6 separate regions of the Mus musculus genome follow, and all the other regions are linked to region 5. The links are chromatin contacts, called in public Hi-C, HiChIP or PLAC-seq and promoter capture Hi-C maps. All regions are on one chromosome and are shown on one strand. Each heading gives the region's core, a stretch centred on a gene start, on an enhancer-like site or on the middle of the called end of the contact. The rest is flanking DNA. Distances are from core to core; before and after follow the strand shown. Region 1 holds the start of Mospd3 (motile sperm domain containing 3). Region 2 holds the start of Sh2b2 (SH2B adaptor protein 2). Region 3 holds the start of Irs3 (insulin receptor substrate 3). Region 4 holds the start of Agfg2 (ArfGAP with FG repeats 2). Region 5 holds the start of Fis1 (fission, mitochondrial 1). Region 6 holds the start of Gnb2 (guanine nucleotide binding protein (G protein), beta 2).

Evidence for each region. Promoter capture Hi-C pulls out the DNA fragments that hold promoters and counts their contacts. Hi-C and Micro-C count contacts between places; a contact is called where the count stands out from the background. HiChIP or PLAC-seq counts read pairs in DNA pulled down with a chosen protein or histone mark.
Region 1: an H3K27ac HiChIP or PLAC-seq map of embryonic stem cells shows a contact between it and region 5, with 7 read pairs. The contact joins the promoter of Mospd3 here to the promoter of Fis1 in region 5. A contact is called at or near these places in 7 of 39 promoter capture datasets (the HPC-7 cell line, the SN4741 cell line, cranial neural crest and 4 more), 3 of 115 datasets of contacts at active chromatin or transcription factors (bone marrow-derived macrophages, embryonic stem cells and pancreatic cancer cells) and 1 of 9 other capture datasets (embryonic stem cells).
Region 2: a promoter capture Hi-C map of embryonic stem cells shows a contact between it and region 5, with 2.8 times the contacts expected there. The contact joins the promoter of Sh2b2 here to the promoter of Fis1 in region 5. A contact is called at or near these places in 4 of 39 promoter capture datasets (the SN4741 cell line, embryonic stem cells, hippocampal neurons and 1 more), 1 of 15 datasets of contacts at CTCF or cohesin (large pre-B cells) and 7 of 115 datasets of contacts at active chromatin or transcription factors (bone marrow-derived macrophages, craniofacial prominence, embryonic stem cells and 4 more).
Region 3: a contact with region 5 is called in a promoter capture Hi-C map of embryonic stem cells. The contact joins the promoter of Irs3 here to the promoter of Fis1 in region 5. A contact is called at or near these places in 3 of 39 promoter capture datasets (the C10 cell line, embryonic stem cells and liver), 1 of 115 datasets of contacts at active chromatin or transcription factors (bone marrow-derived dendritic cells) and 1 of 9 other capture datasets (liver).
Region 4: a contact with region 5 is called in a promoter capture Hi-C map of pre-B cells, with 4 times the contacts expected there. The contact joins the promoter of Agfg2 here to the promoter of Fis1 in region 5. A contact is called at or near these places in 2 of 39 promoter capture datasets (liver and pre-B cells) and 1 of 115 datasets of contacts at active chromatin or transcription factors (pancreatic cancer cells).
Region 6: a contact with region 5 is called in a Hi-C map of natural killer cells, with 7 times the contacts expected there. The contact joins the promoter of Gnb2 here to the promoter of Fis1 in region 5. A contact is called at or near these places in 5 of 39 promoter capture datasets (cranial neural crest, frontonasal cranial neural crest, hippocampal neurons and 2 more), 2 of 484 Hi-C or Micro-C datasets (the G1E-ER4 cell line and natural killer cells), 3 of 115 datasets of contacts at active chromatin or transcription factors (bone marrow-derived dendritic cells, bone marrow-derived macrophages and embryonic basal ganglia) and 1 of 9 other capture datasets (adipose tissue).

Annotation. Positions count from the first base shown.
Region 1 is chr5:137,598,143-137,602,560 of GRCm38.p6, reverse strand. Mospd3 (motile sperm domain containing 3) reads left to right here and starts at 1,853. Exons shown (of 5, transcript NM_001254762.1): 1 at 1,853-2,290; 2 at 2,509-2,584; 3 at 2,738-2,967. The coding sequence starts at 2,086. It also overlaps the pseudogene Gm7285.
Region 2 is chr5:136,242,962-136,247,252 of GRCm38.p6, reverse strand. Sh2b2 (SH2B adaptor protein 2) reads left to right here and starts at 2,313. Exons shown (of 9, transcript NM_018825.4): 1 at 2,313-2,624. It overlaps Gm30408 (a long non-coding RNA gene), which reads right to left and starts at 1,818. Exons shown (of 4, transcript XR_868600.2): 1 at 1,636-1,818.
Region 3 is chr5:137,643,485-137,647,755 of GRCm38.p6, reverse strand. It overlaps Irs3 (insulin receptor substrate 3), which reads left to right and starts at 2,042. Exons shown (of 2, transcript NM_010571.3): 1 at 2,042-2,665; 2 at 3,012-4,271. The coding sequence starts at 2,236. The coding sequence ends at 4,069.
Region 4 is chr5:137,682,703-137,687,472 of GRCm38.p6, reverse strand. It overlaps Agfg2 (ArfGAP with FG repeats 2), which reads left to right and starts at 2,720. Exons shown (of 12, transcript NM_178162.3): 1 at 2,720-3,114. The coding sequence starts at 2,894. It overlaps Gm15498 (a long non-coding RNA gene), which reads left to right. Exons shown (of 2, transcript XR_003956003.1): 2 at 1,832-2,088.
Region 5 is chr5:136,959,593-136,964,099 of GRCm38.p6, reverse strand. Fis1 (fission, mitochondrial 1) reads right to left here and starts at 2,023. Exons shown (of 5, transcript NM_025562.3): 1 at 1,872-2,023; 2 at 969-1,101. The coding sequence starts at 1,916.
Region 6 is chr5:137,531,335-137,536,051 of GRCm38.p6, reverse strand. It overlaps Gnb2 (guanine nucleotide binding protein (G protein), beta 2), which reads left to right and starts at 2,746. Exons shown (of 10, transcript NM_010312.5): 1 at 2,746-2,913.

The DNA of each region.
Region 1 (4,418 bases), core at 604-3,103, 640 kb before region 5:
GTTTGTGGGTTTTGAGACAAGACTTCACTATGTGGCCATGGCTGGCCTAGAACTCCCTTTGTGTAACAGACCAGGTGAGTTTCAAACTTGTGGCAATCCCACCTGTCCCTACTGAAACTACAGGACTGTGCCTGATTACTTTTGGTAGTTTTCTTTTCCTTTTTGTTTTTCTGTCTTTTTTCTAATCATATTAATTACAGATGAGTTTTACAGAAATAAATTGATCAATTTGTATATAAAACGTGTATAAATGTATTTTGATCACAATCACCCCCACTGTATCTCTTGTCCCCTATCACCTTCCCCTTTCCAAATGGTTCTCCTGGTTTTTTGTTTGTTTGTTTGTTTTTTAACTATGAATGACACTTTATTCAGTCATTTTCTTTACAACTGAAACTCTGGGAATTCAAAATTAACATCCTTGCCTGTGAGCTTCTTGTACTCACCAGAAAAAGTTTCAACCTTGTGTTCCACGTTGTTCTGCTGTGCTTTGTCTAAGTGAACTTTTATGAGCCGGCTGCCATCCAGTTTCACACGGATCCTCTTACCCACAATTTCACTTGGGAAGACTAAGTCCTCAAGGATGGCATCGTGCACTGCTGTCAGGGTGCGGCTTCTGGGGCGCTTCTTGCTTATTTTTCGTTCGGCTTTTCCGGGTTGGCTTGGGCAGAATCCACCTCTGAGCAATGAGGACTACATTCTTCCCACTGAACTTTTTCTCCAATTCACACTAGCCGGACTTGGATTTTCTGGAAAGATTTAAGCTGAGGAACTGGTACAAAAATTACGATAGCTTTCCGACCACCACCAACTTCAATTTCCTTGGCTGCGGTGATGTTGAGTTCCCGCAGCTGCGCCTTGAGATCAGAATTCATCTCCAGCTCGAGAAGCGCCCGAGAGATGCCAGACTCGAACTCGTCGGGCTTCTCGCCATTGGGCTTCACGATCTTGGCGCTCGAGCTGAACATGTTCGTCCTGACGGAGCGCCGGCTTAGAAAAAGTTCTCCTGCTTTCTTGGTGGTTCCTGTTTTGGTTTGTAGGCACATCTTTAGTATCGAAAGTTTTCTTTACATGTATATGACCCACGTATTGTCAGAGGTCAAATGAGGGCGTTCGATTCCCAGAAACTGGAGTTATAGTTGTCACTATGTCTATGCTGGAAGCGAACCTGGGTCCGAACCCTTCAGCACTAACCCTCTTATTTAAAAAAAAAAAAAAAAGTTCCTGCCTCATCCAGTTCTGCTTATTGATTACTGACTTAATCATACGTTTCCCAGGCCCAGATAAACAAACGCTAGGTCGTTGCTCACAGTCCCGCCTCTCGCACTTAACTCTCAGACAGAGAAGGAACTCAGGACACATAAAATTCTTACCAAGATCAAGCCAATCAGTGGTGCCAAAGGAGGCGTGTTTGGTCTTTGAAGAACACCAATCAGCGAACATTGGGGCGGAAGGGATTCAGCACCCACCAATAAGAGAGGCCGTACGGCGGAAGTGCATAAAGGAACTCTCGGGAAGATGGCGCCCTTAATTTGGTCACAAGTTGACCGGAGGAAACTTTGACCGCGAGGTGATTATCACAGTACAAGCGGCTGTTCACAGGCGGGATCCCGAGCAGAGCATATGCCGAGCTCAAGGAAAGGGCACAGGGACACAATTCGGTGACCTGGAGGTCAGGGACTCTCAAAGAGCAGAGTCCGTCAGGAGATCGGAGCGGGAAGACCCGGAAAAGGCGTGGTCAGAAACAGGGCGGGTTTACTGCGCCCCAAACCGGAAGACCCGGATTGGGAAGCGACGAGGCGGGACGGATTTTAGCCAGGTGGGCGTGGCCACTGCGGTGCGGTTTGGGGGCGGGGCCTATAGGAACCTGGGGCCCAGCTGGCAGGAGAGGAGGTTTGGGAACCGGGGCCCGGGGCTGCAGGATCCACATCTAGCGGGGTTCCAAGGCAGTGGTGACATCAGGCCTCGCTCTGCTCATGATCTCCCCCTGTCCTCTTTTCATCCATCGCGTCACTAGCCCTAAACTCTAAGACCCTCTTGTCCTCCTGAGCTCTGCCCTCGGATGTCCGACCGCCCAGAGCCTGCATGCGCCGTGGGGCGCCCCAGGACCAGGAGCTGGTGGGTCCGGGGGCCCCTGGGCGGGGGTCCCGGGGCTCCCCTCCTTCCTCAGGACCCGTTGTCCCGGTGCTGGTCTTTCCCCCGGATCTAGTATTCAGGGCGGACCAGAGAAGTGGACCCCGGCAGCTGCTGACCCTCTACAACCCCACGGGAACTGCGCTTCGCTTCCGAGGTGAAGAGACGGGCGCCTTAGAGCTAGGGCTCTGGGGGTTAGTAGCAGGATATGGGAAGACTGTGTGGGCTGGAGGAATTAATCAAGAGGCAAGATGCCTAGCTTTGGGTCTGAAAAAAAAATCATGTCCATCTCCGGGGTTGCTGACATGAGGGGCCCCGGTGGAGCACTATAAGTAAAACTTGCCTAAGATCTCTTCGCGTATCTTTATCTGACAGTTCTGTGCACAGCACCTGCCAAATACACGGTATTCGATGCAGAGGGATATGTGAAGCCTCAGTCCTGCATTGACATGTGAGTGGGGAGGTTGGGGAAGCAGCCAGGCACCACAGCTACCTGTTGTCTTTTCTCCTGCTGACTGCAGTCACTCTGGGAAAAGTTTCTGGGGAGGAGATCTGGATTTACATGGTTGGTTGCCTCTCACTTCCTTTCCTCCCAATGGTTCAGTGTGATACGGCACGTGGCCCCCGTCCCCAGCCACTATGACGTCCAGGACAGATTCCGCATTGAGCTGTCTGAGGAGGGGACTGAGGGACGAGTGGTTGGAAGAAAAGACATCACCTCTGTTCTTCGAGCCCCAGCGTACCCCCTGGAGCTTCAGGGACATTCTGAGCCAACGCCCAACCCAGGGCCTCCTGTGTGGACAGGACTGACCCCAGCCAGACATCTTCAGGAGAGTGAGTTGAACAGATTCTTTGTGTGTGTGTGTGTGTGTGTGTGTGTGTGTGTGTGTGGTATTGTGTATATGTATTGTGTGAGTATATGCATGTGGGTCCTTATGCATGGACTTGAGCACATGTGCAGTCTCTTCTCACCCTTAGTTGTTTTGAGACAGGCTCTCTCATTGAACCTAATATACATTCATTTGTAGACTGGATGGGCGGTGCAGAATCCAGAGCCTCCACCGCCCAAACACTGGGATTATAGGCATACACTTCCATGCCCAGTTTTAAGTATGTTCTGGAGAACTGAACTCAGATCTCCATGCTTGCATGGTCAGCCCTTTTTTTGATTGAGTCATCTCTCCACGGGTCTTGGTTTTCTGCAGTACTGGGCAAAGGCCTACCAGGTACCAAGTACTGTACTGCTGAGCAGTAACCCCAGCCCTGCACTGGGGACCTCTGTAGGGAGAGAAGACGCAGTCGCAATACCCTAGAAAGAAACTAAATGGGGTTTGAAGAAGTCTCTGGGCTCAGGGGTGTGTGTGTGCTGTGTGTGTGTCTGTGTATGTGTATGGTGTGTGTGTGTGTGGTATGTGTGTGTGTGGTGTGCATGTGGTGTGTGTGTGTGTGTGGTGTGTGTGTGTGTGGTATGTGTGTGTGTGTGTGGTGTGTGTGTGGTGTGTGTCTGTGTGGTGTGTGTGTGAGTGTGGTGTGTGTGCGTGTGCTGTATATGGGGGTGTGTGTGTGTGTGTGTGTGGGTGTGTGTGTGTGTGTGTCATGTGTGTGTGTGTGTGGTGTGTGTGTGTGTGTGTGGTGTGTGTGTGGTGTGTGTGTGTGGTGTGTGTGGTGTGTGGTGTGTGTGTGTGTGTGTGTGTGTGTGTGTGTGGTGTGTGTGTGTGTAGATAATCCTGCTTGAGGTTTTTTATCAGGTGTGAGGAAGAAGACTTTGCAGTTGTCCTGGTTTCTAACTTCTAATCAGAGAGACAAGTTCTTCTCCAGCTCCAACTGCAGTGTCTCAGGTGCCAGCTATGTTCAGTTCAATGAAAAACCTGTACTGAGTGATCAGCTCTCTCTCTCTCTCTCTCTTTTTTAAAAAAGAATTTACTTATTTATTTTATATATATAACGAGACACATCAGAAGAGGACATCAGACCCCATTACAGATGGTTGTGAACCACCATGTGGTTTCTGGGAATTGAACTCAGGACCTCTGGAAGAACAGTCAGTGCTCTTAACCATTGAGCCATCTCTCTAGCCCCGAGCAGTCAGCTCTGGTATGCTTGATATGAGAGATACAGAGGTCCCTTCCTGTCAGCCCAGGACACTGAGAACATAGTATAGAAGGCAAGAGGAAGTGGGGACCAGAGGACAGAGCTTCTTGTGGCTTCAGGACAGAGGCACCAAGGAGAAGAGAACATTCCCAGGGTACCCTTAGAAGGCAATAGGATGTAAACACAAAGACATG
Region 2 (4,291 bases), core at 1,064-3,563, 720 kb after region 5:
AACCAACTTTCCCCAGTCTGTCCCACTCACAAAGCAAGACTTACTGGGAGCTGGGCAATGGTGATGCACGCTTCTGATCCCAACACTCAGGGACCAGGAGCAGGTGGCTCTCTGTGAGTTCAAGACCAGCCTAGTTCTACTGAGTGAGTTCCAGGACAGCCAGGGCTACCCAAAAAAAAAAAAAAAAAAAAAAAAAAAATCCTGTCTTTGAAAAAGAAAGGCCGGGAGGGGAGTTCTGGAGAGATGGCTCAGTGGTTAAGAGCACTCACTGCTCTTCTGAAGGTCCTGAGTTCAATTCCCAGCACCCACACAGTAGTTGACACCTGTCTGATTCCATCTTGTGTGCAAGGTACTAATATACATAAAATATATTTTTTTAAAAAAAGACTCACTGGGCTATGTCCATGTCAGGTTTAATTCCAAGCTTTCTCTGATCTCTGCATCCAGGGAGGCCCCTCCTTCAGAGCCCACCATAAAAGCACCCCTTATCATCTGTCCTAGCTGATTTTCCTCCAAGGCCCCAAAGTCTTCTATCCTCAGGGAGCCCGGATGCACCTGTCACCCTTAAACCTCATTCCAATCTCCATGACAGCTGCTCTCAGCCAATCACTGCCACCCTCCTTCTATGTGTCCTGTCAGTTCCTCATGTGGGTTAGACTCACTCCTCACTTCCTCCTCTGAGAGATCAGAACCATTGTCTTATTCTGGGTTTCCCATCCCAGAATCCTCGCCAGTCACTGACAGCTCACCATTGAATTTAAGCCACAACTTAGATCCAGGTAAGTCCTCTTTCATGTCCCCAGCATCCCATCTCCCTAAGCAGTGGGGACAGTGGGTTCTATAGCCAGACCACCCAGGGGTTCAGTTTCTCTCTCACCCCTATACTACCCTTCCTGACTGGGAACCTCCTGGTTCACAGCCACATGAGTTCAATCAATGGCTGGATTCCAGCCTAAACTTTCATTAAGTGTTTGCTGGCCAGGTCTAGAGACAGGGCAGCTGCTGGTCCCTGTGTGGCTGAGAAGAAACAGGTACCCAGGCAGGCCTCAACAGAGGTCTGGCTGGTTTCGGTGGCCCCCAGCAAGTTCCCATGTGCTCAGCACACCCCATCTCTCCAATGTCAGCCCAGTTCCCCCAGCCCCATGCCACCCCTGCTGCTTCCTGGAAAATAATCAGTGAATCTGATTTCCTGTGAGTGAAAGGACTTTACAAAGGTCAGAGGCCACCCCGTGTGGGAGGAGGGCAGCAGATGGAGGCACTCCAGGCAGATCACAGCCTGAGGTCAACACAGACAGAAGTCTCCCTGAAATGGGGAGCAAGGAGGAGAGGAGAGCAGGCCCAAGGGACCATATCCACTGCAGAAGCCACAGGCCTCACCTCTGAGCATCCCCTCACACACCTGTGGGGTTTTGTCGTTTTTTTCGTTTTTTGGCTTTTTGAGACAGTATGTACCCTAGGCTGGTCTCAAACTATTGCTTCCCTCCTCCGTCCGAAGCGCGTTGGGATTATGGGCATGTGTCAACCCCATCTGACTCCTCCCCGCGCCTCTAGTCACCAGGTTATTCCATCTCCTCTGGTCTCTTTACCCCTCGGGATGCCCTAGAGCGCCACCAGAGAAGTCAGGCCAGGCAATACCTAGTTCTGGTTCTGTCGCCAACCCAGAGTGAGGACTTCGCAGAATCCTGGACGACCTCAGACACCTCTCCTGGTGGGACCAGAGTAAAGCTGAGTGGGGAGGACCTGTGTGTAGGAGCTCTTCCCCAGATCCGAAATCCTGGGCGGTTTCCCGCACCCCGAGGGCAGGAGGAAGACAGGGGGCGTGGCTCTGGGCTCCTGGATGTTGAGAACCAGACAGACATTTCCTTGGTTGCGACATCTGGACCTCCTCGAGGCTTCCATTGTCCTCTGGCGGAGGGTCGGCCTACAGCGCCCGCCCCTGTCTGACTCTCAGTAACCCAGAGACATTTATAGGGTGTCCACGCCCGGGGTGACCCATCACGTAGAACATCCTCCAATCCTGCCCTTGGGGGCCACCACCCTGGGCTTCGGGAGACGCTCCCACACGAGAGGGATTCCTTCGACTGGCAACGAGACCTGGGCACCCGGGTCTTTCTGCTCAGCCACTGTCCGGAGGAAGACAGAGCGGTTAGCCGGCGCCACTGGGGCTCCGGAGAGAGAGCCGGGGTTGGGGGTTGGGGAAGGACTTGGGAGCGTGGCTAGTGGCTCGCGCCGCGTGGGCGGGGGGTGCGGCAAAGGAGGGGCCTGAAGCGGGGGGGCGTGTTGGGGCGGGGCTAGTGGTGGGGCGGGGCCCAGAGGCGCGCGCTGCTCAGGCAAGGAGGAGGGCCAGGGGCGCGCGGCGCGCGAGTCTGGGATCGGAGCGCGCGGAGCTCGGGAGCCTGAAGAGGGAGAGAACCTCAAGGGGGCCGCACCAGGACCGCCAAGACCGCCTCGCAAGCTGCAGGCCAGGGAAGCGGGAGCCACCCCCGCTGCCGCCGCCACCGGCCACCAAGGGCGGAGCTACGGCCCGGAGGGCCATGCGCCACCGGGTCCGGGGATCCCAGCCGCGGTCCGGGCAGCGCTCCTCCGGCGCCCCAGCCCGCGCGGCCGAAGCTGCGCGCCTGTAGGTACGGCCTGCTTGTTCTCAGCTCCCTGTCCCCACGGTCCTTTACTCTACCCGGTGCCCAGCTGTCCCCGAGGGTGTGTGTGTGTGTGTGTGTGTGTGTGTGTGTGTGTGTGTGTGTGATGAGGTGTGTGGTGTGTGCTCACCGCCTCCCCGGGAAGCGCGGTCGCACGCGCCCGGGTCCGAGCGTGTCTTTGTGTGCACCGGTGGGAGGGAGGAGGACGCGCGACAGAGGGGGATGAACCCCTCTGGGATCGGATCCTAGACCCACTGCCCAGGAGAAGTGGAGAGTAACGGGAAGCTGAGGTGGGAGAAAGAAGCCACCTCTGGAGCAGCTGAGCCCCTTTCCCCTCATCAGACCCTGGCTGGTTGGAGGGGCGAGCGCAGCTGGTCCTCTACAGGAAGGGATCCGATGCTGGGGGGAGGGGACGTTCAGGTCTCTTCCAGGGTCTGGGAGGAGGTGGGTCAACACAGCATGAGGGTGATGGCTACACGCTGGGGTCTCGCTGGGCCACAGTGACCCCGTGGGGACACTCTCTTTCCGGCCCAGGCCCTCTTTCCCACGGCCACTATTCGTGACCCGCCCACTCTGGAGCTCCGGAGCAGCCCCGGGTTTGAGAGGAGGATCGCCGAGGGTGACAGGCCGGCGCCTTTAAGAAGGGGCGGGTTAGTGCCCTCCATTCAGCCCCTTCGGCCTAGGCCATTGATGAACCTGTGAGCTGCGCGTGTAGGAAACGCGCCAGGGCTGCGGGCCGGAGCCAGGCAGAGGCTGGGACGCGCCAGGGCTTTCCTACCCTTCCACCCTCGCATAGAGTCCCTCAGTGGAGTCTTTGAGGTCAGAAGTCTGCAGTGATCGGACAGTCGCAGGGTATCCCCCAAAGAGGCTGTGAACGTGGGTAAACCAGAGTCTAGTTCACCAGAGGTGATGTAGGGGGTGGGGCTGTCAGACCAGTGTTGAGCTTCATCTCTGCCCCTTTGTGGAATTTTTAAAAATTTTTGCTTGTTTATTTATGAGTGTGTGTGTGTGTGTGTGTGTGTGTGTGTGTGTGTGTGTGAGTGTGTGAGGACAACTTTCGAGAGTCAGTTCTTTCTTTACATGGGTTCTGGGGACCGAACTCAGGTCATCAGGCTTGGCGCACGTCTTGTTACCACTGAGCCATCTCATCAACCTGATCTCTGTCTGCCCCCTGAGCTGAATTACCTCGTGTGCCAAATAAGTGTTTCTGCCAGGGGATCTGATGGAATTGCTCCTCTTGGGGAGCACCCTTCCTACTTGGGCAGTCACCCCCCAGATAAGTGGTTCCCCCAGGAGGCTGTAAGGAACGGGGAATCTGAAACCGCTACACTGTATCACCTTCAATATATATCTTTTGATTTCCAAGATGTCTGGGGGGGAAAAAATCTTTCAAAATCCCATTCGGCTAGTGTGAGGCATCATGGTTTTGTTTGCTTAGTTGTTGTTGTTTGAGACAGTCTCACTATGGCCTGAAACTCTCTATGTAGACCAGGCTTGAAGTGAGAGAGATTTCTGCCTGTATTTAATTGATTCTTTTTTTTTCCATTTTTTATTAGGTATTTAGCTCATTTACATTTCCAATGCTATACATATTTAATTGATTCTTAAATTATATTTATTCCTGTTGGTGGTGGTGGTGGGAGTGGTGTGTGTGT
Region 3 (4,271 bases), core at 793-3,292, 680 kb before region 5:
TTTATAACCAGACAGGCAATGGTGGTGCATACCTTTAAGACCAGCACTCCCTTGGGAGGCAGGGGTAGTCAGATCTCTGAGTGCCTCTAAAGGGGGTTCCAGGACAGCCAGGACTTCACAAAGAAACCTGACTGGGGCGGGGACGGATTCCAACCCAGCTTCATACTGCAGTGATTTCTCTAGGATTCAGGATCACAAATGGGTCATAGACCTCTGCTGCTTGGGCTGCCCCTGAACTATGCTGAGAAGACGACCGACCCAGGTTGTCTTGGTTCTGTTTACCTGTTACATGGGTCCCTTACCTAAGGGAGCCCCTCCCCCAAGTCCCCTACCAGGGTCTCAGGGCTTGGCCTTTTCTTCTCTGTATACCGTTATCTTTCCCCACATGGATTTTGCTGGCCACGACATTAGGGCATTGGCAGGTCTGCTAAGGTACCATGACTTGTCAACTAAGCTTTGTCAGAATGTGTCACACCACTCCCCACCCCCATGTGACCCTAATGTAGAGAAACAAAATATCCAAGGGGCTGGGGACGTAGTCTAATTAGAAACGTGCTTGCTGTGCAGATCCAATGGCCCCAATTTGATCATCAGAACCCACATGGAAAGTAGAATCCCAGTCCATCACAACCCCAGCACTTCTAGAGCAAGCTAGAAGACTACAACAGGACACGACTCGGAAGGCAGAGGCAGGCAGCTCTCTGAGTCCCAGGACAGCCAGAGCTACAGAGAAACCCTGCCTAAAAAAATAATGGCCACTACTATCTTTAAATGCCTGGGGTACACAGTGCGGCAGCAGAGAGAGTCCCTGCTTCAAAAAGGTGGAAGGCTAGCCGGGCATGGTGGTGCACGCCTTTGATCCCAGCACTTGGGGGGCAGAGGCAGGCGGATTTCTGAGTTCGAGGCCAGCCTGGTCTACAAAGTGAGTTCCAGGACAGCCAGGGCGATACAGAGAAACCCTGTCTCGAAAAAACAAAAACAAACAAACAAAAAAAGGTAGAAGGTGAGGACCCACTTCCAAAAGCTGACCTCTGACCACATGCAGGGGACAGCCTGTACAACACACGTACTATTTTCCAAGCTGGGTGTGGTAGCATGCACTGTAACCTCAGGCAGGGGAAGTGGAGTCAGACATATGATAGGCCTGAGGCCTTCCAGGCCTGCAAATCGAACCTACTAGACAAGTTCTAGTGAGCCTGTCTCAAAAACAAGAGGGATCGCTCTTGAGGAATACGAGAGGTTGTCTTCCAGCCTCCAATAAGCATGTGCATTTGTGGCCTATGATCTCCAGCCCCACCCAAACCTCTCAGGATACACGGGCTCACCAGGACGTCTGCCACAGGATCCCAGCTCCTGTGACCACAGCCACCATCAGGTTCAAGTTGGCATTTGGCTGGTGGTCAGGGGCACTTTGAGGAAGGTGTCTCTGAGAGACTAAGTCCTCTTTCACACATCCTTCAGTGGACATTTGCATGCGTGGGAATCTGGAGAGGGTGGGGGTGCGGTTGGTTACCAGAGACCAATCTAGTTTGGTTTTCCTATCCTGGGGTATCCATCAACCCAAACTCAGATAGCTCAGAAGCAAAGACACAAAGATCATCTCTGGGTAGGAAAGGAAAGAACACTGAGGACCTATACAACTAGAGGCTCAGTTCGGAGGCTCCTCCCTGGAGAACTGCCGCTATCAGGATGGCCCGCTAGGCCAGGCCACTCTTCTAATTACTAGTGCCATCACTGCTAACCACAGCCGCTTCTTCTGCACCCTGGCTTTCTGGCTTTCGAGATTGCCCCGGGCTGCCTCTGGCGGTACTCCTCCACCCCCACATCCAGTCAGCTGATTGGTAGAGATGCCCCCCCTCACTCCCCGCCCCTGTGAAAGTTTGGTCCCAGCGGTGCAGGGCTCCTACTCTAGCCTATGAATCCTAAACTCAAATTCCTGCACTCGGGCGTGGGAGGGTTAACTTGAAGGGGTGGAGATTCCAACAAGGAGGCTGACCCAGCTAGGTCAGCCTCCCTTAGACCTAGGAGTCCTGGTGTCACTGGCCACTGGGACACACGCACTCCTGTGTACAGGCTCCTTGTTCACTCCAAGTCAGGAGAGGGCGTGGAGAGATGCAGGGCAGCTAGGCCGGCTGCAGTTTCCCAGGGCTACTTGTTCCAAGCGGGTGGTAGCTCAGGGGGCCAGACCCATTCAAATCAGTCCTTCTGGGGACAGTTTACTGTCTTTGGCTGGAAATGAAGCCTGCAGGTACGGGCCCCACAGTCTCCTCCGGGGGCGAGTGCACCGACGTGTCCCTCGGCTCACCGTTTCCTTGGCCCTGCCTGCCCGACGTGCGGCTCTGTGGCCATCTGAGGAAGCAGAAGTCCCAGCGCCGCCGCTTTTTCGTGCTGCGCGCTGACCCACCACGCCTGGAGTGCTACGAGAGCGAGAAGAAGTTCTTGGCCAGCGGCTGCCGCCCACCTAGACCCCGGCGTACCGTTAGCCTGGAGGGTGCCTGCACTATTAGCAAGCGCGCGGATGCCCGTCAGCGCCACCTGATCGTCATCTATACCAGCGACAGCAGCCTGGGCGTGGCGGCGGCCAGCGAAGCAGAGCAGCAAGCATGGTACAGCGCCCTGCTCGAGGTGCGCGCCACCGCCGCAGCCGCTGCTGCTACTGCTATGGGTGAGCCTTGGGTGAGCGACGGGGAGGTCAGGGGGTTGCCGACTTAGTTTATCTTGAACCCATTTCCCTCAGATCAACTGAGGTTTAAATCTTTTTTATTTTCGAGACAGGGTTTCTCTGTGTAGCCCTGGCTGTCCTGGAACTCACTCTGTAGACCAGGCTGGCCTCGAACTCAGAAATTCGCCTCCCAAGTGCTGGAATTAAAGGTGTGCGCCACCACGCCCGGCCTGAGGTTCAAATCTTAAGCTAAAAAAAAAAAAAAAAAAAAGACGTATAAAACGTCTTGGTCACCTGGGACCCGGTGACCCCAACCCCTGCCTCCCGGTGACTTGCCAATTCTCTCCAGGTTTCAGTCCCCAAGAGGCCCCTGAGTCTTGGATCTTCGCCCCATTCCAGGACGTCTGGCCTGTGACACTGCGGTCCAAGGGGCTGGGGAGAGCACAAGGCCTGAGCAGCGGCAGCTATCGCCTGTGCCTGGGTTCTGGGGCCCTGAGCCTCCTGCGAAAGCCTGGAAGCAAAGGTTCCAGAGACAGCCGGGCAACGCCACCACCAGTCCTGCGCTTGTCCTTGCTCAGTGTGCGCCGCTGTGGCCACGCAGACTCTTTTTTCTTCCTGGAACTCGGGCGCTCAGCGCCCATTGGTCCTGGTGAGCTCTGGCTGCAGGCTCCTGATGCAGTGGTGGCCCAAAGCATTCATGAGACAGTCCTGGCTGCCATGAAGCGGCTGGGGAGCAATGCAGCTGGCAAAGCTGAGCCACCGCCACAGGGAAATCCTCCAAAGAGTGTTCCTGCAGCTCCTACCCCGACACCATATGAAATCCCTGCATCGGCAGCACAAGCAAGAAGCCCCAGTGAGCGAGCAAAGCAGGACTACTTCAAGCCCCTGGAAAGGATGGGGTCAACACACTCCTACAAGGGACTAGATCTGGGCGGGAACTACATCACCATGGGAGTCAGGAATGACTATGTCCACATGGGGGGAGGAGAAGCAGGTGACTATATGTGGATGGCGCCCCCAGGCCTTCCTCCCACCCCTGCCAGGGCAGATCCTAATAAGCAGCTCGAGGATTGTGAGAGCACAGAGTATGTGCCCATGAATAGATTTTTACCTGGGCCTTTTTACTACGAGCTCAAGGCCAGGGAGTCTGAACTTGGGCATCCGGGTGCCCATTGTAGCCTTAGAGACAGATGGAGACCCACAGTGGCTCAGCCCCGCTCTTCCCAAGGGTCAGAGCTCTCTGGGGACTACATGTCCATCCCCGACTATGTAGGAACGGACAGTGCTAGGCTGGGGTCTCTGGACAGCTGCCTCAACTATGTGGACCTGGACCTGGTCCCTCCCCTGGAGGTTCCTGGAGCAGCCCCAGGGAAGAGTCCACATAGCTATGCCAGCATCAAGTTCTAGAACTTTTGGGAGGTAGTCAGGTGAGGAGACCCAGGCATTGGTCAGGGAAGAGAGGAAAAGAAGAGACCTTAGTACTGTTCAGCTCAGCTCCTGCACACAGGACCCAGGAACCCTGAGGCCACCATGAGCTGCTCTGCTGCCCCCTTGCCTGCTCTGTTCCTTCCAGCTGTACCACCTAGGAAGCCCTCAGGAAGCCATGCTC
Region 4 (4,770 bases), core at 1,471-3,970, 720 kb before region 5:
CAGGCTGGCCTCGAACTCAGAAATCCGCCTGCCTCTGCCTCCCAAGTGCTGGGATTAAAGGCATGCGCCACCACGCCCGGCTCACTGGTTTTTTAAAAGTTTTTTTTTTAAAGATGTATTTATCTTATTCTATGTGTATGGGTGTTTTGATTGTACATATGTCTGTGTATACCACATGCATGCCTGGGGTCTTAGAAGTCAGAGGAAGGCTTTAGATCCCCTGGGACAGATGTTTGTAAACCACCATGTGGGTACTGGGGATCAAACTCAGGTCTGCTGCAAGAGCAGCTAATACGCCTAACCATTGAGCCATCTCTTCGGCCCCTTGTTTTCTTATTATTAAGCACCTTGGTTTTCTGTTTGTTTGCTTTTGGTGGTGGGGGCTGGAGGAGACAGAGTATCTTTACGTAGTCCTGTCTTGCTATGTAGACCAGGCTGCCCTGAAATTCACAGGGATCTACCTGCCTCTGCCTCCCATGTACTGGGATTAAATGTGTTTGCCACCATAAGAAACTCTTCACTGCCTTGTTTTCTGGGACAAGGTCCCTCATTTGAATCTGGGGTTCCCTGATTAAGCTAGGCTAGGCTGACTGGATGCGCCTGTCTCCTTCCCAGAAATGGGATTACCAGCATGTATCATGTAGCCTTTCACATGGGTCTCTTCACATAAAGTTCAGGTCTTCATGCTTGCACAGTGAGCACTTAACTGACTAAAGTACCAACTTAGGCTATGACTACCGTTTCCTCCACCCCCAATTATTGGTGTGTGTGTGTGTGTGTGTGTGTGTGTTGCTCTGATGGGGGGAGGCGGTTGCCACATGCATGCCAGTGTCCTGAAGACAGAAGTCATTGATCCCTTAGAGCTGGAGTAATAATGATTGTGAGTCATCCAGCGTGGGAACTGGGAACTAAGCTTGGATCCTTTGGAAGAGCAGCAAATGCTCCTAATTGCTGAGACATCTCTTCAGCTCCCACTGCAACATGCTGAAAAAAAAAAAAGTTTGCTTTCTACCTCCCACCCCCTATTGCTTGGGTTCTGTAGACTTAACTCCCCAAGGGCGAAGGGCCTTTTTCTTACCAGGAAAGCCACCAAGCCCTCCCCACCAGGCCACAGGAGCAATAGCAGAAGAGGGAGTCCCCGGGCTGCCTGTGCTCTTGCTGATTATGAGGGGAAATAGGGTTGTCACTCTCTGATATGGCCTGGGTGGAGTAGAGACAGGAGGAGGAAGCGCACCCTCTGGTTGCTCTTGCAGACCACACCCTGTAGCAAAAGACAGACTGGAAGCTATCAGAGTCTAGTGGTCACCCCAATTCCTGCCCATTTATTCACTTGTGGTGGGTAACATTTTAAGGGGTGAAGAAATAACCACTGGCTAAAGAGAAGCTGTGCAAGAAATGGCCAGCACAGGGAAATGCTGAACGCTGAACTCTGAAAATGTACAAGAGGCTTTTTTTTTGGTGGGGGTGGGGTGGGGGACAGGATTTCACTGTGTAATCCCCTGGAACTCACTACATAGACCAGGCTGGCCTAAAACTCACAGCGATCCACCTGCTTGGAATCCAAGGCATGCAGCCATGGTTTACATGAAGCAAAATGGTTCCTTTGCATGTGTACATGGGGACTTGGCATCACCACAGCTCAGGGGGAAGTACACTTGCAGCTATGACAACAATTAAGCAACCTCATCTAGCCCATGGGCTCCTGGGTACCAATAACTCAGAAACCTATCTCTCATCTGCCCGCATCCCATTGGCATGTCTGAAACCAAAGTCCTGACTTATGGTTGCCAGCATCCCTAAACCTGCTTATTCTCAGCCTTTCCTTTTCCAGGCAGTGACCGAGGATGACTCTGAAGTACCGCTACTGCTACCCCCACTTCCCAAATGCTGGAATTACTGGCCTGTGCCACCGCGCTGAGTTGTATGCAGTGCTGGGGGCTTGAACCTCGCGCTTAGTGCACTCTACCAGCTGAGATACATCCCTGGCCACGGAGCAGAGCTTTTAAAATCAAAAGACTCAGATTCAAATTCTGACTGAGCCACAAACCAGTTCTGTGATCCACTTCAACATGTTTTCTTGAATATTTTTTACATGCATTTATTTATTTGTGTGTGTGTGTGTGTGTGTGTGTGTGTGTGTACTCATGGAAATCAGAAGGCAGCTAGCTTATAGGAGTCGGTTTTCTTACAGGAGTGGGAATGAAGGTTAGTGGCAAACGCCGTTCATCCCTTCTGCATCCTACCTCAGGTTTTTAACTTGACTCTAAAGTGGGGGCTCTTTCTATGACTTGGATAAATAAAGTATCTTTTACAAAGCACTCCCCTTCTCTGTCTTTCCCTTTCTCCTCCAGCTCATCCTAGGGCAATTTCTTTCCGATTTTCTTGTCTCCTGGCTCAGCCTGGAACGAGCCTTTGAAATTTGGCGGGAATTAGTATCAATCCGGAGGATGAGCACTACGCACGCGCCGAACACCTCCTTTCTCTCGCACGCTAATTTTGCAACCTTAACAACCAATCAGAGTCAGCATAGGAGTCCGTGGCGAGAGGGGGCGGGGACAAGGAGGAGGGCACGCATTGTACTTGCAAGGTGGGGGTCTTTGTGAACCAATGGAAAAGACAGAAGGCCGGGTGGCAGTGGGGCGTGGTTCTGAAGGCTCCAGCAACCGGAGGCCGTCTCGAATCGAACCAATTAAAGCAAGGAGGTGGGGGGAGACTAGCCAATCAGCGTGCCGAACAGGACGAGGAAGGGGGCGGCAGAGTCTCTCGCGGTCGTGGTCGGGGCTGCAGGAGCTGGTGTCAGGGTTGCCGGGCGTGCGAAGGCGGCGGAGGCGGGAAAGGCAGCGAGCGGTTAAAGGGGAGCGACCGCTGACTTGCAGAGGAACCTGGAGGAGAGATGGTGATGGCGGCTAAGAAGGGCCCGGGCCCGGGTGGCGGGGTCGGAGGGAGCAAAGCGGAGGCTGAAGCCGCTTCGGAGGTGTGGTGCCGCCGAGTGCGGGAGCTGGGCGGCTGCAGCCAGGCCGGGAACCGCCACTGTTTCGAGTGCGCCCAGCGCGGGGTCACGTATGTGGACATCACCGTGGGCAGCTTCGTCTGCACCACCTGCTCCGGCCTCCTGTGAGTGGATCCGGGGGGGGGGGGGGGAACTGGGTTTGGTTCGGGTGAAGTGAGTCTGCAGGAGCTCGGGGCGATCCAGGAGGTCAGAGGGGTAGCCCCGGCATTGGATGTGGCGGTGGAAGGTCGCCTGCTGCAGAGGTGTGTCGTGGGGGAAAGGGAAAAAGCGCAGGGGGACAGAAGACGGGAGTGGAGTCGCGCTGCAGAGGGAGGGTGGGGGCTGTAGAAGGACACGAGGAGAGGATTGGAGAAACTCCCTGGGGGAGGCGAAGGCGAATTGCAGGTGGGGAGAGAGAAAGTGTGGAGGGACTGGGGTGGGGTGGGGGAGGGACTTAAAGGGCCAGAAATTGACATAGACCTTTAAAGGGAACTTTAGCTGGGGTTGCATTGTATCTCAGTTGGTAGAGTGCTTGCCTAGCACGCTCGGCGCCCTGAGTTTCCATCCACAGCACTGCATAAAACCCGAGTAGTGTGGTACACGCCTGTAATCCCAACACTGAGGGGGAGGTGATCAGGAGTTCAAGGCCAACCATGAGACCCTTGCCGCTCCACCAGGAGGGGAGCGGAGGGGAACGGGGTGGAAGGAGAAGGGAAAGAAATAGGGAAGTCGAGCCTAAGACAAAAGTACCCTAGAAGGGAATGGAAAATGCTCCACGCATTAGCCCAGGCTGACAGCCTAGAGTGGCAGGTATGAAGCCAGGGATCAGGTGCAGATCCTAATCTTTCAGGCTCTGGAATGCTAGCTAGAGGGTAGATGACTTACGAAATATACTAAGGGCAGAGAGCCAAAGGGTTATCCTGGCGGACAGCTTAGCTTTCCCGAAGAGATGAGGATCAGAATGGCATATTCTTTTCTTTTCCCCATTTCGTCCTCTGCCCCCGTTAAAGTTGCATTTGATTTCTTTACTTTGCACTGTAGGGACATGTAGGTTCCATGGCTTGTGTGGTTATCAGAGAATAACTTGTAGGAATCAGCAATTTCCTTCCACTACGTGTGGGGCCTGGGGATCAAACTCAGGTCAACAGGCATGGCTGTAAGCTCCCATACTTGCTGAGCTAGCTAGCTCACCAGTCCATTTTTTTTTTTTTTAATTTGTCTTGAGACGGGGTCTCATACAGTCCACGGTGACTTTTAATTCATGATGTAGCTAGGGGTGGCTTTGGAACTCAGAGTCCTCCTGCCTCTACCTCTGTAATGGCTGGGGTTACAGGCATGCTTTGGGGTCTTTCCTAAGTGTACTGCCGAGTCTCATCTGGTAAACTGTAAATTTGGGGAGCAGAGGCTTGGTTGTAAAATCCACAATGCTACCCTCAGCCCAGACCACCCCAGATTTCTAGTTATTTAGTAAGCTCCTTCTCCTTAGGAATTATTTGACTAACATTGGGTTCGAGATCTTTGGTTTTCTTAGGGACTCGTTTTTGTCTGGTTTTCTAGTATTTTAGTACACTGCTATTTTATTTATTTATTTATTTAATAAGGAAAGCTCTCCTGTTCTTATATGCATACCAGCCTGAAAAAAAAAAAAAAAACCAAGGAGTATTGTTCTTTTGCGACAGATGGGAGATCAAAAGTAGAAAGAGGTTTAGTAATTTACCCAGTGCCATATGGAGGATTCTGTTCCCAGCGTTTGTCATTTAGTACGAGCTAGGATTGTGGGG
Region 5 (4,507 bases), core at 774-3,273:
AAGCAGGACGCACAGGTTAGAGGTCCTGTGTCAAAGTCAACTGACTAATGATACAGCAGTCTTCTGTTCCCAGCGTCGTCCCTTGACAGCCTCTGGGACTATGCCAACACAGCCCCCAGACTTCAAAGTGCACAGACGGCAGGCCCGTCTATAAAATTAAACGGTGTTTGCATAGAATGCACCTATAGTCCCCAAAGATGCAGTGTTCTTTGAGTCAGGGAGCTCATGTAGCCCAGGCTGACCTCAAATTTGGTCAGGATGTGCTGACTCTGGCCTTGAACTTCTGACCTTCCTGCCTCTATCTCCACAGTCAATGTTCGACTACTGAACTATGTTCCTGTGTCTTCACCTTTGTAGTGCTGGGGTCACACAGCCTTGATACCACTAGCCCCTCAGATATTCTAAATCTCTAGAATTTTCCAAATGACTGTTATCCAATACAACGTAAACACTATATTAACGGCAATTAGTAACTATACCAGAAGTGTTTTGTGTACACTGTGTGTGTGCACATGGAAGCATGGAGGTCAGAGGACGGCCAGTGCTTTCACACTCCACAGCATCCCCTAAAGAAAGGGTCTCCAACTGAACCTGGGCTAAGATGGCAACAAGCCATCTCTAGCTGATTCCAGCTTACTCTCTATACAGACTCGGATGGCCACACTCAGCTGCTGCTGTGGGTGCTGGGGATTTGAACCCAGGTCTTCATGCCTGGACAGGATGCACTGAGTCTCCCCAGCCTGAGAGCATTTTTTCCTACAGCATTTTCCATCTGAATGACTGTTCAGATGCTGGGGACGTAGAGAATCAATCTAGCCCTTTCTCCAAGTGAAGTTACTGGTGGTTACTGAATGACAAATGTGCTGTAAGGTGAGGGTTCTGTGTTGGAAAGGGTCCTGGAGGGGTGAGGTCAAGCACAGTAGAGGTCAGGCTGGCTGGCGGCTGGAAAGTGGGGCCCAGCGCCTTACCCTCCAGCAGCACGATGCCTCTGCGGATGTCCTCATTGTATTTGCTTCGAACCAGGCACCAGGCATATTCAAATTGCGTGCTCTTGGACACAGAACCAGCTGCCTGCTCAGACTGAAATTTCCTTTCAAAATTCTGTCATTAGAGAGAAGAGTGACCATTTAGCAACAAAGAGCAGCAATCATTCTCCAGCTAACTTGATGTCTGAATCCCAGTTAGATCATATTTTCCTCCCTGCCGCCTTTCCCTTGTAGATCTTGGTACCCCGAAGCTTCTGTCATCTCCACCCCTGGGTCCCATGCTGTGTCCTCCCCTTCGGAAGGTCCGTGAACCCAGCCCCTAGTGGTACCAAGAGGAGATGCCACCTGGTGGCAGCTGGAGGCACTGCTCCCAAACCAGCTGACCCCAAGTGTCTGAAGAGTAAACATACTGTCCCAGAGCTAAACGACCTCCTACATGGCCTTTCCCTTGAGGCCGCTGGTCCCGTCCCACCCTACTCTTTTGGGCCTGGATCTGCCTTACTTTAATTCTAGGAGAGGAAAGAAAACACAGCTACAAGGATGCGGTGAAAATAGCACCGTGAGGAACTAAACACTAGCGAAAATTTACACCAGTGACTATACTACTCCATCCCTGCACACGAGTACCCCAAATTCCCAGCTCTGCATCACACTAAGACCCCAGGCCTAGGTCTGAGTTGCTGAAACCCGGGAAGCTACAATTCCCGTCAGGCCTAGGGACACGAAGCCGATTCCCACAAGAAGCAGGATGCCGCAGAGGCTGCTGGGAGCCGTAGTTCAGCTTGCCAAGAAAGACGAAACCGGCACTGGTTAGCCTCAGTCAGCTCTCCTCAGGAACTGCCCTTTCCAATTCTGCCCTTCTCCTTCCTCCGTCCCAGACCTTACCTTCAGATCCTCCACAGACACCAGCTCGTTCAGCACGGCCTCCATGGCCGCCGCCCCTGAAAGCCTCACACTAAGGTCTCTACTGGGCCACAGTCTCCATGGTCCAGTAGCAGGGGCGGAGAGGCACTTCCGGCATCGACCTGTGGAGGCCCCGCCCCTTCCTCCTTTGCCTTGGGGCGGGCGGGGGCACTAGTGCCTACGCTGGGATACTTTGCTCTCTTTGGACTCCCCTGATGTCCTAGATCCTCCCTGCATCACATTATCCTAGGAACCAGTGTAAGAACCCCTCACTCTAGGACCCTGGATTATCTTCAATGTTTGCAATAAAATCCTAATGAGTACCAGGGGCCGGAGGGTCTCAGTGTAGTCTCTCACAAAGAGATGCTCAGTCTCTCATAAAGCAAGAGGAATTGGTAGCTATACCCTCTCCATGCTCCACGCACTCCCCCACCTCCCCCCTCCGAAAACTTGGGTCACATGACCATAGTGGACAGCCATTCTTAATAGGATTCTGAAGAAAACCCAGGAAACACAGTCCAGGGTTAAAGGCCCATGGATGGCTCTCATGTTCTGTTGCCAGACCCCACATAGCTCACAACTGCCTGGGTTCCAGCTATAAGGGGAAAACTTGGGTCACATGATCCGCCTGCCTCTGCCTCCTGATTGCTGGGATTAAAGGCACACACCACCACCCAGCTCAGCCTGCTCTCTTATAGAACCCAGGACCATTAGCCCAGGGATGGTACCACCCACAATGGACTGGGTCCTCCCCCAGTTATGTAAATGCCTTGGAGCCAGATCTCATGGAGGCATTTTTCTCAATTGAGGGGCCCTCCTTTGAGAGAGCTCTAGTTTGGGTGTCAAGCTGACAGAGGACTAGCCAGCACACTCGCTGTCCCTTGCCCTATGATTCTGAAACCTCCAGTAATCACAGGCACTCTGCATGTGCCTGCCGTCTTTGCTATTCAGAACATCTATCTTCTAGCCCTGCCGTTGCTTATTGGTTGATTCATTCATTTTTGATTGAGCATTTCCTAAGTGTCGGTCACTATTTAAGTACAGGGATTGGCACTGAGAAAAAGAAAACTCCTATCCTTATGCATCTAATGTGGGGAGGGGGAATGGTCATGCAGGCTTTCATCCTAGCGCTTGGGAGGTGGAGGCAGGAAGAGGAGGAAGTTTAAGATCATCCTTGGCTTAGCAAGTTGGAGTCCAGCCTGGGGTAGGAACTCTTCTTGGGAGCCAGACAATCCAAGGCTTTCTCAGAGGCCTGGGTGAAAGGGCAAAAGGAATGTCAGCTCTGTGTCACTGTCCACAGGCAGACTTGGCAAGGTCTGAGGCTGGGGCCTGGGCCTCACAGGAGTGAGGGTTGCAGTTTGTCGGGATCCTACTCTCTTCCTGGCCTATGGCTATTCGTCCTTAGATAGACGTGTATGTCTGAGGTATCCTGTGTTCTCGTTGCCAACGTTGTCTAATTTAGCTACTTTGGGCCATTCTCCCCCTACAAATAGCACATAAGATGCTGTATTTTGGGCTGGAGAGATGGCTCAGCGGTTAAGAGCATTGACTGCTCTTACAGGGGTCCTGAGTTCAATTCCCAGCAACCACATGGTGGCTCACAACCATCTGTAATGGGATCCGATGCCCTCTTCTGGTGAGTCTGAAGACAGTGACAGTATACTTATACTTACATGCATAAAATAAATAAACAAATCTTTAAAAATAAATAAACAAACAAATGAACCAACAAAAACCCTGATCCCTTAAGATGATACACCTTAGACCTCAGAAGAGCGTGTTGGATCCCCCCACCCCACCCCACCCCCGCCCTGGAGCTGGAGTTACAGGTAGTCATGAGCTACCTGACATGGTGTTTTAGGGTTTCTATTACCACGGAGAGACATCATGATCCTGGCAACTCTTTGCTTGTTTGTTTGTTTGCCCTTCCAGAAGCCCTGGGCTCAGTTCCCAGTTCTGTCAGGTGGTTCACCACCTCCCAGAACTCCAGTGTTGGGGATCGGGTGCCTTTGGCCTCTGTGGGCACCTGACATGTACACAGAAGCACATACATTTGTACATACAAAGTAGATCTTTTTAAAAATGAAAAGCAAACAAAACCGCAAACATTGTGGCAAAGTGACAGATATATAAAATTTGGCCTCTGACCCACGGTCCCCAGGATCCCTGTTTTTTTTTTTTTTAATTTTTAATTTATTTATTATATGTAAGTACACTGTACGTGTCTTCAGACACTCCAGAAGAGGGAGTCAGATCTCGTTACAGATGGTTGTGAGCCACCATGTGGTTGCTGGGATTTGAACTCCAGACCTTCGGAAGAGCAATTGGGTGCTCTTACCCGCTGAGCCATCTCACCAGCCCGGTTTTGGTTTTTTTAACACGGGGTTTTCACTATGTAGCCCTGGCTGAAATGGCCTCTGTGGCTCAGAATAACTTTAAACTCATACAAATCAACTGCTTCTGCCTCCAAATGCTGGAATTAAAGGTGTGAGCTACCACACCCAGTTAGGATCCCTGACGGAGGTCGCAGGGGCGCTGTAGTTCTGAATGCCTTGCATCTTCCTGAGGAATGGGAGCGACTTAATTCTCACTAACTGGGCCCTGGGTGGTTTTCAGGA
Region 6 (4,717 bases), core at 1,497-3,996, 570 kb before region 5:
AGGCAACGTGTTTTTAGGTGTGTCCGAAAGGGTCTTTCTGGAAAGACTTAGTGGAGGTGGGAAGACCCACTTTGAGTGTGGGAGGCACCATGGCTTCACCTGAGGCTCTGGACTAAATAAAAAAAGGAGAAAGAAAGCCGGCCGAGCACCAGTGTTCCTCTCTGTTTTCTGACTGTGTATAAGCAATTGTGACCAGTTCACATGCCTCTGCTATTGAGCTCTCTCCACCAAGGTAGACTGTATCCCCTCAAACTGCGAGCCTGAATGAACCCTTCCTTAAGTTGCTTCTGTTATAAAAAGCAAGGCAATCAATCCAGAGCATGGACACTTGTTGTATTTCCATGCCTGGCTTCGATCTTTCTTCTCTGTAAACCACAGGCTCCTTGCAAGGTATGCAGCTATCCTCCGGGAGTAGGATAACGTCTGTACATTACTGGGGCTCAGTGAATATTGCTGGATGAGCTAAACCAGGGAAACTCGTTAACACTGAAACCAGCCTGAGGAGGATGTGGCTCTGCAGAGGCTGGCTTTAGGCAGCTTGCTCATCTATGTGGCTTTAAGGAAGTCACTTTGGCCCTCGGTACTTTGAGGAAACCGAAGTAAAACTATCTATAAGATCTTTTCCAAACTGTAATGTTTAACCTGTTATCTATATAAGTCATGGGATTCATAAGTGCACGTGTAATAATCTGTGCGTAATAAATGTCAATTAAAGGGAAAGGTGAACGAGTGGCCTTGCTGGTGTTGTTTTGCTTTCTGTTCTGTGGTTTTGAGACAGGGTGCTGTTATGGAGGTCTGGCTTTTACAAGTGTGGGCCACCACATCTGATGCTTTGGAGGTTTAAGTTGGCAGAGGGGGGTGGGGGCATCCTCATTTACTCTGTGGCTATTTTACGTGTATAAATATTTTGCATGTATGCACGTGTGCGCATTGCATGACATACCTGGTGCATCAGAAGAGAGCATTTGATTCCCTGAACTGGAGTTACAGAAGGTAATGAGACACCATGTGAGGCCTGGCAACTGACCCCTGGTCCTCTTGAAAAGCAGTAAGTGCTCTTAACTGCCAAGCCAGCTGCTCCTGCTTTAATATCTGAGACAAGATCTCTCACAGAACTTGAGAGCTCTCACATGAACTCCCTGACCAGCAAACTCTCAGGGCTCTTTCCATCCTGGCCTGCAAGTGTTGGGGCTATAGTATAGGTGTGGCTACTGTGCCTGGGTTTTTTTTTCTTTTACTTGGTTTTCTGGGATCAAACTCAGGTCTTTATGTTTGCATGGTAAGCACTTTGCTGACTAAGCCATCTCTCCAACCCTGTCCCCCAACACACTTTTTGAAACAAGGTCTCCTGTGGCTCAGGCTGGCCTCTAGTTCAATATGTGGGTGAAGACAAATGTGAACTTTCTATTCTTTCCTCTCTACGAGTATACTTCACTACAGTCTATTTTGAATAGTGTTTTTTTTTTGTTTTGTTTTGTTTTGTTTTGTTTTGTTTTTTTCAAGACAGGGTTTCTCTGTATAGCCCTGGCTGTCCTGGAACTCACTTTGTAGACCAGGGTGGCCTCAAACTCAGAAATCCACCTGCCTCTGCCTCCCGAGTGCTGGGATTAAAGGTGTGTGCCACCTTGCCCGGCTGAATAGTGTGTTTTGATCTCCTAAACTCCGAGGACTGTCTCAAAGGCCACAGGACAACTCGGACTTTACCAAAACATTTTCACAATCTATGGGGGGACGGGGGACGGGACAGTTCTCCAACAATCCAGGAGACTCAAGGGTAACCTTCAATATACTCATTTAACAGATATGGAAATCCAGGCACATTCTTATGTTGTGTTCCCTCGGTGGGGTGCTCCACAGTGTAGTTTTCTTCAATGGTTATTAAAGTTGAGATCGCATCTCAACTCTGCAGCCTGAGTCCATAGTCAGCATCATGAGGATTAATAAACAAAAGTATTGGTGAGAGATGTGGCTCCATTGGTGGAGTGTTTGCCTAGCATGTATGAAGCCCTAAGTTCTACCCTGCATAAATCAGGCACAGGGTTGTGTATCTGTAATTCCAGCATTTGGTAGATGTAAGCAGGAGGATTATCAGTTTAGGGTCATCCTGGGCTACGTGGTGGGCTCCTGAAACTCTATCATAAAACAAAAACCTTTAAGTATGCAAATCAATAAATATGGACTGTTGCTGCGGCGGTATGAGGCCTAGTCTAGGAAGCCTACAACCCCTCACAGTGCTGCGCTTGAAGAACTGTCTGGGTGTAATTCCCTCTAACTTGCATTTTATGGGATTCTAGTGGTCACCAACCACTCGCTGTCTTTTTCTGCCCCACTGTCCTGCACTGGTTTAGACTTCCCTAGTTCCGCCTCCGGGAAGGGAGTGGCCTCACCAGGGGGCGTGGCCAACCCGAGAATTGGGCCTTCTTGCCTCCAGTCTGGAGCCGCCCAATCCGGAGGGGGGGGGGGTTGAAGGAGGTCGATCACGTGACCTGGGATTTTTTTTTTCCCCCCTCCCTTATGCCTATACCACTTCTGCTGTCCCTAGAGAGGATGTCTTGCTCCTTTTCTGGAAATAAACTACGTCGTGTGATCTTTGATGAGTTAGAAAAACGTGGAATTGTGCTTTTATTGTGGCTGAGGCATCTTTTGCTCCTGGAGTGGTGTTTTCGCTTCTAGCCTTCCCCCCCACACACTTGAGTATTTGGTCTCGTCCAGCCTGGCCCTGGGCGCGGCGGCGACGGCCGCGTCACTGGCGGGCGGGATCCCTCCGCTCTGGGGAGAGCTGCGCTGGACGGTTGAGTTGGGGTGACTGAGGAAATCCATCCGCGTCGCCGCCGCTGCCGCCTCCGCCGCGGAGGAAGACAGGACCTCCCGCGCTCCTCCAAGCGACCCCTTGGCAGAGTCCCACCACCTCAGGTACCTCCGCTGATAAAAGGAGTCCTCATCTCCCCCAGCCCCAAATTCCCACGGGTGTGTGTGTGGCAGGGGGAAGCCTCGGTTCCTTCCGTCTCCCGGGTTTGGCTCTTGGGAAACGGACGTAACTCCCAGACCTCCCCTCCCTTCCTCTGGCCCGGTCGTTTCCAAACCCGGAAGGGGAACTGGGGGGGGGGGGGGGACCCTCGGCTTCAATAATGCATGCGCTCCCTGCAATATCAGTGGCAATTATTTTAAAATCTAGACCCCCCTCATCCCAGCCCCGCCTGCCTCTTGATCCCTTAATAGTTGGGGGGCTAAATTCTGGGTTTCTTCTATGTCCTGTCCCGCCCCCTTTCCCCACCACCACCCTGCTGCCTGCCCCTGGGTAACAGCCCTCGTGCCCACTCGTTTCACACCCTTGCTTGCATTAGCCTTGCAGAACTCCAGAATCCTAGGAGATCCAGTTAAGGCCTCAAGGCCACCCTTGTCTTCGTCTCCACCCTACTGCCCCTTGATTCGGGCTCTGGCAGTGTTTTCTCAGTCCCGACCCCTAAGCTGGAGATCTCAGCACCTTATTCTTTTTACAAATCCTTACCCAGGTCTGGCACCTAGTCGCCTGTCCCCTTCGTCCAGCTTTCTTTTGGGCAAAATGGAGGTCCTACGAGCTGAAGGGCCTGGCCCACTGCACTTCGCAGCACGGCCAGCCCGCGCCGTCCAGCTGCCAGATCTGAGGACCCTCTCTTTCCTCCTCTCACACCTGCGGAGGCGGTGGCACCCTTTTTTTTGGAGGGGGGGCTATGGTTGCTTTATCCCTAGAATCGAGGAGCTGCTGAGGGAACGTTGGAGGGTAATGGGGATCTAAGGGCTGGGAGCATGGCCCCCGACCCAGTGTCTTCTTCCTGGCCTGTTTTCCTTCTGCCCCAGGCCTGTGTCATTGAGGCCAGGCCTGGGCTGCTGTCAGCTGGAAGGAAGGGGCTTTTGTTCACAGCTGGAGTGGGGTGGTAGCTATGTCGTTGCCCCCTCCCTCATTTTGGAGGGGCATCCTCTGGCACTGGCGCAGAAAGCTGAACTTACGGAGGGGAAATATCTTCGGGGAAGAGGAACGCCCAGTGTCTGGGGGAAGTGGGAGCTGGGTGGGGGACGCCTGGGTCGCCAGAGTGCAGTGTACACGGCCAGATCGCACAGGTGTCCCGGGAAGGCAGGACGTCGGAGGCTGGAGTGGTGCCAGCTAGGCCTCGGGGGCTGCTGAGCACAGAGCTGGGCTCTAGGGGTGCCTAGGGGCATCGGGCCGAGCCGCCTGGGGCCGCTCGCCGGCGCCTGGGAGAGAGCAGCTCCGCGCCCCGGGGCCAGGGGCCTCTCTTCGGAGCCCTAATTACTTCTGAGAGGCTCCCACGGGCTTTGTGCGGGCGCAGCGGGGCGGGCGACCTCGGCGCTGAAGGGAGCTGGCGGCTTGGGGGTTTGCCTTCCCCGCTACTCTCGCACTGACCAGCAGCTAATGGGGTGCAGCCGGCCCGGAATGGGGATTATCCCGGGTTGAGCCGTCCCGAACCTATTAGTGCTCAATCGGCTTTTCCCAAATCCTGTAAACAGCCACCCTGGCCGGTTCTGGGTAAGAGGCGGGAGTCTAGGTCGGGCGGGGGCGATGGGGGCCGGGGGTGGGGTCACCCACCCTACAGGTCTCTGCCGCGGATGCGGTTGCCTTGGCAACGAGGCTAGGGTGGGGGCACTTCACCAATGAGGTGCTCTTAGTCCGGGTGACGGTTGCCTAGGCAACCCCACGAACAGCCTAGCTTCTCCCCTCATC